Linked DNA regions of Mus musculus: region 2 is linked to region 1. Evidence: chromatin contacts called from public HiChIP or PLAC-seq data. All regions are on one chromosome and are shown on one strand. Each heading gives the region's core, a stretch centred on a gene start, on an enhancer-like site or on the middle of the called end of the contact. The rest is flanking DNA. Distances are from core to core; before and after follow the strand shown.

Region 1 (4,673 bases), core at 526-3,025:
CAATATCAGCAGTGGGGCTTAAACTGAATCCAGATATCAGTTGAAGGTTGAGCTTATGCAAATTTCTTCACAGAAGAATTGCAATTGGGAAAGAGAGGCAGTGATTCCAAGATTTCTGGCTTGGGCAGCTAAAAGGTTTAGCTGAGTGTCCCGTTTACAAAATCAGGGAACTAGAACAGGTCAATAAGGGGAATAAAACTGCACCCCAGTGGAATTCTGCCTTTGATCTCTAAATGGTGCTATTGAGAGGACAGCTAGCTAGAGAAGTATGGACCAGAGAAACAGTCAAGCACTGCTGACAAACTGCAAAAGAGCCATCCACTCATGCCCCTGATACACTGCCACGTTAGGATTGGTGGGAGGTGGGGAGCTTTCTCTTTAGGTCGTGATCAATCTTCTCAGTCCTCTTCAAGACAACCGTACCAAAGTTGCTAATTCTGTATACCAGAGGGGAGGGCACACTTCCCAGAGAAATTCAGGTTGCAGGCCACAGGTTTCTCTTCCCAGAGAAATTCAGGTTTATGGCCACAACAAATGGTAGCACTTTCTCTGCCCTTCTCCCCTCTCATCCCTTTCTTCTTCCTTCCTCCTTTCCTAAGAACTGCATTAAAAGTGCAAAACATGGTGGCTTTTCGAGGTCATGGTTAGGTTCTACCAGACATGCAGCTTGAAAGCAAACAGTTCCATGTCAGATGATTTGCCTTTCCCAGTCAGCATGCTGGGTAAAGTTCTGCACTTCTCTGTTGCTGCCTTCTGGTGGTCATCCACATTTCTCTCCTTAACTTTATTTTATGATTGAATTGAGGGAAATTGATCTGAGTTGAAACACTTTCTAGCTTCCTGTAGTTAAACTTTTTTTCTGTCCCAAGCAACAGTGGGGCTGCCTTTTATTTGATAAAGCTGAGAACTAAAGTGTTGCGGATAGCCCTGGGGCTAATTATATTTGATGTTAATTTCGTTCTCCTGTGAGTGGCTTCAAACAAAGAACAACAAATAAGTCAGCACTCAGGTGATTTCCTATAAACCTGCTTCCCACCTCAATTTGTAAAATAAAGGAGAGCTAACGATTGGGCAGATAAAAGGGAAGGTGGAAGAGGGAAGAAGGAGAAAATGGAAGAGGAAAAGGATTCAGAGAAGGAAGAAGAAAAAAGAGCAGAGCAGAAGCACATGGCAAGTTCTAAGGGGTTGCACAGATGTGGAAGATGGTAGTATAGCAGTAGATCTGCCCAATCTAGGCAGTTAATATATAATCACATTAACTGAGTTGTGTTTTCATTGCCAGGGCATATTTGGGATGGAGAGATTTACTGCAAAACTGAAGGACCATGCTTTGTCCTTGGGAGAGCTGCCTTAGGAGCTTTTGACAGTTTAAAATTAAGTGGCAGCATTTACAAGCTGCCCTTGACCCTGTCCCATAATATCTCTTGGCCTTAATTTCCCCATTTGTGAAGTGTTGCTAAGTACCTTGCCCCAGGGAAGTGAAATGGTGCCATCTGAACACAGTGCATCTGAATACAGTGCTTGATACCATTTTAAGAGTCTGTAGTTATGATTGTCATTACTATCATTGCATAGAGCCAGAAGTTTGGATTCAACTTGTGACAACACATCCTGTGCTGGTAGGAGCTGTAATGAAGAATACAAAAGCACCAGCTGAAAATCAGCTTAAATTAACTTCTGAATAAAGTGAAAGTGGGTTATTATGGTGATGGGAGCAAGGCTGACCTGGGAGGGCATAGCCAGTCTGAATAAAGGTTTTGACAATTTTCTCCAGTGATCTGTGCTTGAGAAAAGAAGAAAGCACTAGCATCTTAATGACAATACTTTCCCCCTAAAGCATCAACCTTAGTATTGTCTAACTTTGTCAGGTGACCAATGTGACCACACCCATCAAGAGGTAAGGTTAAGAAAGAGAAACCAGTCTTTGTAGGCTATAGGAAAAAATGATACACAGCCAGCTAGCTCTTTAAAGTCTATTGTACGTGTTACATTCAGAGACAGGCAAACAGTGCTGTTTAAAGCTGTTTGGATTTAGGGTTGGGCTCTTGATACCAGATTTGAACCCAAAGCCTCATCATCAAAGTAGGTGCTATACTATGGAGCTAGATCATTAGCCCAACTATTTGGATGTTTAATTAGTCCTTACTTTTGTCTAGTGATTTTCCATTCATTTTCTTTTATTCATTTAAGATACTCAACTATTCTAAAAGTATTTTAACATCTGTTCCATTGCTTACCCCATGGATATGTTGTGAGACAGCTACTGAGGGGAGGCTTGAGAAATGAAATAATAAGGATGTTACCCGGTTTGCTCACAGAGGCAGTCTTCTACAAAGCCACTGTTCACTGTCAGTGTGGTCTCTAAATTTCTAGAAATTAAAGAAAAGAATTATGCCAATCCTCTGGAATTTAAATTTGTGTTCTGTTTTGTTTTACCTAGTAATCAACACCTGAAAATTCTTTGACTGTTACGGCCATGTGTGTATTTTAATTTTGCTGAAGCACAAGTCTGAATTGCCAAAAGGCTCTCTTGTGGAAGTTTGCATACCATGCATCGTAGGTCAGTAATGTTCACTAGGACTTTAGAAGTATATTGCTGCCAGATATACCATGATACCATGGTAACAAAAATGATTTTTCCAGCCTGGCACCTGTACTTCATTTTTCAGTAAGAGTTCCTTGGGCTTGCTTTGGGTTTAGTACCCTACACATTAGATGGTGTCTCAGTAGTGTGAAGCTATGAAGCTTAGCTCTCAATGGAAAGTATCTGGGTGTCTCACCCAAGTTCACTCAGTTTCTCTCTTCAATGAGTTTTCATCTGGAAGTGAGACACACATTGACTGAAAATGGTGAGTGAACACTTAGCTTATCCCGGAAATACTGCAAATACTCTCTGTTCATTCTCATGGTTGCCAGAGAAGTTTGCTAAACTTTTCTCAGTACTAAGTACTTGAGAGTGTGAGTCCTTGCCTCAGCCACTTAATTGCTACTGTAATGACAGTGGGCACTTCCACACAGGCTCATTGAATTTGCTTGTGTTCCATAAGATGTGGACAGGCAAAATTTCACTTTGGGCTACAGTCTACAAAACTGTAGTTTTACAGATTCAGAGGTGGTTTGGCTCCTGCTCTTTACTAGATATTTTCAACTTTTCTTCTTGTTCTAAGATTCCTGTTTCCCAAGTGATTACTTGGTATGTCTTGTGCATCCACCACTTATGACTGACACCCAAGAGCGCTTACTGAAAGTGAGATTCTTGGCTCTCAAGTGAGTCAATATGAGTGTCTACATGTAGCAATGCATCTTCTCTGTGATGCCCATTAATATATAAAAGAAAAGGTGGGAAGCTTTAACTTTTTCAAACTTATTTATTTTATTTTCTGTGTATGAGTATTCTTCCTGTATCTATGTATGCATGTGTACCACCTGTGTACTTGGTACCCAAGGAAATCATAAGGTTGCCAAGGACAAGCCTCTGCTTGAAGACAGATTACTGAGAGAAGGGTGTTGCAGTAAATCTTCTCCCAAATATGCCCCTGCAATGAAAACACAGTTAATATGATCACATGCTGTGCACCTAGATTGGGCAAATCTAAGGCTACACTACCATCTTCCACATCTGAGACCCCTTAGAACTTGCAGTTTCTCCAAGCCATGTGCATGTGCTTCTGCTCCACCTTCCCTTTTATCTGCCCAATCATCAGCTCTCCTTTATTTTACAAATTAAGGTGGGAAGCAGGTTTACAGGAAATCACCTGAGCACTGACTCACCCCTTATTTGTAGCTACTTACAGGAGAATAGAATTAACATCAAACATAATTAGCCCCAGGGCTATCCACAACAAAGGAGTGGTTTTTTTTTTTTTTTTTTTTGGTTTTTTGTTTTTGTTTTGTTTTGTTTTGTTTTGTTTTGAGAGCAAGGGGGTTGGGGAGTGACTTGAAGTCAAATCATGGAGTACAAGCTGTCAGCCTATGTTCTGCTTGAGACAGCTTTCCAAATAACCCTATGCTCCAGACCATTCTCGCTTTCACTTCTGAAAAAACTCTCTGTATAGCTAATCTCTTGCAGATCAAAAGACCACTCTTTTATTTACATATCATTTTAGCCATTACTCCAGGTTCCCTTTTGATCATCCCATGAATCACCATCTCATGGATCCAGCCAATTGAGTCCTAGAAAAACTCAGCAAGCACATCTCTTTTACCATTGGAAAAGAATTCAGAGATCTGCCTGCCTTTGTCAGCACAGACAATAAGTTAGCTGGGTGGGCTCTCACTCTGAGATGTCAATTCCTGGTGCCTGGTCCTAACCTCACTCTGTCCCAGGCTGACCTAAAACTACGGAATCTTCCTGCCTTTGTATCTTTCTGGCAAGCTGGCTCATAGTGCAGCTGGTTAGGTTCTTGAAGCCCCTCATATAATTCATATTGCATTCTTATATTTTGCATAGTTGAGTATATATATATATTGAGCTTATGTTTTCAGAGTTCTTTAACACTATTTTAAGGGATAATCCTGAAGGTCTCATCATTTACCATTTTTGCTAAGGATATAGACACACTGTTGCCTCTCAGATTCTGGCTGTCTCTGATTATCATGGAGTCATTAACTTTGACAGACAGGGACATTCTCTGATAACCTTGGCAGGGAGAATATTTCTTGAAGGAGGAACA
Region 2 (4,122 bases), core at 1,241-3,740, 760 kb after region 1:
CAACCTCTTGGAATGTGCTCTTATTAGGAAAAAGTCTGGTTACTATCTAAGAGCAATTAACTGGTGACACTTGGGAGACTGGCAGAGTTCTCATTGCAGTTTTGACTGTCAGAAAAGAACTAATAGCAGTCCCACTATAAAAGAGCTTAATAATCACAAATATAATTTTAGGAATTCTTATAGGATGGATCATCATTAAGACTTAAGAAGTCATTTATTTGTCTATATAGCATTACTACTAGACAGTACCTCTTCATAGATCTGCTCCAAAGGGGTGTGCTATTCTTAGGGATTGTTATATATGTTTAATAATAGCAGAAAAAGCATATTAATAGCAGGAATCTTTTCTAAAATGAATCCCTTACAGTCTTGTTGAATAAGGGCACACCTGCCACAGATTATATAATAATCTGAAGCAGGCCATTTCTGGATGATCACCTGGTAGTTATTTGCTTGTCTCATTATGGCTCCTGGCACCCACCTACCTATCTGAGAACTTGTAATTCCTTGCTCAGATCATATTTGCAATTTTATTCTGTGTGTATTTCCTTAATTAACAGGCATCCCCATATGTAAGTAAGTGCATTGAGAGTAAGGCATTACCTTGCATCTGATGAGACCCTCAATAGGTACCTGTAAAACTGCTGCTCCTTGTTATTCTTAAGGAATTTAAAAATGTCTGACACACCATAAAGTCTCACAGAATAAAAGGTTAAATTAATTAAAAGCATGCAAGAGGGCCAGGCATGTTAGTACATGCTATAATCTCTGCACTTTGAAGGCCAAGAAAAGACATCAGGAGTTCAAGGCCAACCTAAACTGCATAACACAAACCACACACACACACACACACACACACATCTAAACAAGCAATAAAATGTAAGACAGAAGATAGTCTCATTTAAATCTCTTGAGTTATGCTAATATTATCTGCCTCCATACTTACATCCCACACATGTGAGGATCTGTAGGACAGCACAAAAGGATGTGCTGTGGGGCTGGCATTGAGGATAACAGGATCTCCAACCAGAGAAGTGTGAGGTGAGAGAGACATGGTGACCGTGGCAGCCCGTGTATGATAAGAGGCATTTTCCAGGAGGGGGCCCGCATTCTCCACAACAAAATTTGGAGCAGCTTGAACACCTTAGTGAAAACACAAAACTAGACTTTACATTCCTACAAGGCTTCCCAAACCCTTTCATGTGTGAAGCCCCAGAGGAAAAGCACACTACCCGCTTAGTACCTTTTTTCTTGGAATTCTGAATAGTAAAATGATTGTTGAGGGTCTGAGACCTTTTGTTACAGGTGAGCTTGCAAAAAGTACTGCTAGTTCTGTTTTGCGCTGAAGAAAGTTAAAAGTATAGGAATGGCTTTATGTGACACAGCCATGCAATGGCAGAGCTAGAATTTTAATCCCAAATTTACCAGATTCATATCCATTATTCTTAAATGGTTGAAACTATTTTATGAATCAGAGTAAAAATGTTAGAATATCAAAAGTTCTCAGAATTTCAAATTTGGGAGATGCACCTATCTACAAAGTGATAGCTGTGGCTCTGAAGGTGACAGAGGGGAACTGATCAAGGGGACATTTTTGAATCTCACACTTTGACTCAGGTCCCCGTCTTCCCTCTTACTAGCCTTACAAACACTAGGCTAGCTACCCATGCTTTCTAAAGCTGGAAAGCAACTGCTGTCATTCCATTAGAAATGTCTTTGTCTGAACCTCATGGGCATCTGATCACCATTACTACAATGTAGATCATTGGCCATCATTCTCAATATATATTTCCTAGTCTAGTCACAGCAGTTGTAGATTTCATCTTACAAGTCACTATATATTTTGTTAGACACTGTGTGAAAGGCTGATAGAAATGGCTTTCCAAGTGACATTGTTTTCTATGAATATCATCTACCCTGCAGTATTGAGAAATTATCACTCAAAATCACAATGTGTTCAGAGCAAAGAGTCATTAAGCACCTCACAGAACTGGCCTTCTTTACTCCTCCTTTTCCCTCTTTCCTCGTTTTCTTTCCTAATTTCAACTGACTCTTGTCTTTAACTAAGGCAGAATCTGGCTAGAATCTCAGAACTTCTTAGAAATTGACAAGATTATGTTGGCACCCTAAAAACAAAACCCTTTGGCCTTCCCTCTTAGCATTACCATTTCAGGTCCACCCCCTGAAGACCTCATGGAGCCATACCACACAGGTGGCACTACCCACCTGCCCACCCAGATAGGCTCTTGCCGCCAGCAGAGAACTCTGTTGATCTGTGTACCTCATACAGCTAGCTCCATGAAGCATTCAGTACTGGCTCCTACAACCTGAAGACTACTCAGAGCCATGCACCTCATACAAGTGATACAGCCCACCCTGCAATCATTTCATAAGAAGCCTGACCACCCAAGGAGCCACATCTCTCCCACAATCCTCCTGACTACACACTGAACTTCCCTATTTTCCCTATGTGTGCTGTCCCCACCCTTTGTGTTGAATAGAGCTCACTCTACACAGAGCAGCTAGACTTAGTGAATCACATCAGAAGGCAGCAGAAGAATGTGCTGCCCTTTGAATGCTGGTCAGGCAGAGAATAGAGGACTCTCAAAAGACTAGGAAGAGAACCTGGAATCTTCAGCACAAGTTCCACATAAGAAAACAAGGCCTCAAACCCTCAAAATCCTGAACATTGTACTTTTCAATCCGGAAAGAAGAAAGATGACTTGAGCAAAAGAAACACCCAACTAACACATTATTCCAGATGCACAAGTCCTACCACAGAAACAAAAGTAAACAAAAACATGACAGTATGTCACCCACAGAAGTTACTAATTTCATAGTAATAAATCTGATTGAAAATGACCTGGGGGATCTTACAAAGAATTATGGTAACTATGAGCAAATGATGCAAAGGTCATCCCAGCAAAGGAAAAGAACTAGGCTTATCCCCATCTAGCTTCAAGTGAATGAGACCCAAACTATGACTTATTCATTAGGCTCTGCCCAATTAGTGGGGATTACCCCTAGTAATTTTCTAACACTAGACTGATGACTTCCTAAATTGTGCTCCCCAAATACTTGAGTTCTGAATCTTCCCAGTTATTTCTGCTCCAGTGGTCTGGTGTGTAGCCTCCCATAAGCCTGAAGCAGGCTAGCCAGAATTTGACCCTGCTGCTACTAAGGAGATTATCTAGGGTGGAGCCTTCCTACCTAGATCACTCTATTGTTCTGCCACCTCCAAGGTTCCTCTTCAAGATACTGCTACCTGCTGAGAGGCGCACCCCACCCCCACCCCGCCCCCGGAGCTATTCTGGAGACTATGTCCTATCTTGCACGTCATCGCCTGCAGCTGGTTCCAGGCTCCAAGGATGAATTGGCAGGAATGGACTTTCCCCCCTCTTTTATAAAGCGTGTCCGCCATTAAAAATTTGAACCTTGAGCAGGCTAGCATGTCTTGGTTCCATTATTTCTCAACTCGCCTAGGCTCCCTCTTTTCTTCCAGATTCCAAGATGCCTTCCCGGCTCGAACCCGGACATGTTCGAGCTGCTGGCCGGCCCCAACACTGGTGTTCTTGGGAGGCGTTTTACTCTGGACCATGCTGCTGGTTCATCATGACTAATGGAGACATCCTGTTCTCTCATTCTTCTCTTCCTCTGTGCTCCTTCTCTCTCCTTTTTTCTTTCTCCAACTGTCCCTGCCTCTGACCCCCACACACATAATGAATGCATAACTCAAAGCTCCATCTCTCTATTCTCCCCTATAATTAATTGTAGCCATTTTATTTAACCAATGTTTTTAAATTGGGGAGTAAGATTTGCACAACAAAGGCTGATGTACATGGAAATTTGCTCATCTTGGAGCAACCAGATCTTGGGGTACAGAATTTAGCATTTGAATGCATAGCAGTATCTGACCAACCCCCAACAAAGAGCTGAATTAAATAAGGGAATCAACCCAAGATATATAAATTAAATTCAAAAGAGAAATAGAATTGCTAAAGAAAGGCCAAACTAAGCCGGGCGTGGTGGCACACGCCTTTAATCCCAGCACTCGGGAGGCAGAGGCAGGCGGATTTCTGAGTTCGAGGCCAGCCTGGTCTACAAAGTGAGCTCCAGGACAGC

What was found. HiChIP or PLAC-seq counts read pairs in DNA pulled down with a chosen protein or histone mark.
Region 2: an H3K27ac HiChIP or PLAC-seq map of embryonic stem cells shows a contact between it and region 1, with 5 times the contacts expected there. The contact joins two enhancer-like sites. A contact is called at or near these places in 1 of 39 promoter capture datasets (stem cell-derived epiblast-like cells) and 1 of 115 datasets of contacts at active chromatin or transcription factors (embryonic stem cells).

The regions. Positions count from the first base shown.
Region 1 is chr14:13,147,991-13,152,663 of GRCm38.p6, forward strand. No RefSeq gene overlaps it. Among named protein-coding and RNA genes, the nearest start is that of Gm5087, 130 kb to the right of the region's middle. Within about 2 kb of position 1,776, at least 5 of the 459 cell types and tissues checked have an H3K27ac peak or open chromatin away from gene starts, as enhancers often do. A contact at or near this core is called in embryonic stem cells, where this site is marked.
Region 2 is chr14:13,904,126-13,908,247 of GRCm38.p6, forward strand. It overlaps Gm281 (cadherin-related family member 3), which reads right to left. Exons shown (of 15, transcript XM_011244864.1): 2 at 947-1,143. Among named protein-coding and RNA genes, the nearest start is that of Gm281, 8.3 kb to the right of the region's middle. Within about 2 kb of position 2,491, at least 7 of the 459 cell types and tissues checked have an H3K27ac peak or open chromatin away from gene starts, as enhancers often do. A contact at or near this core is called in embryonic stem cells, where this site is marked.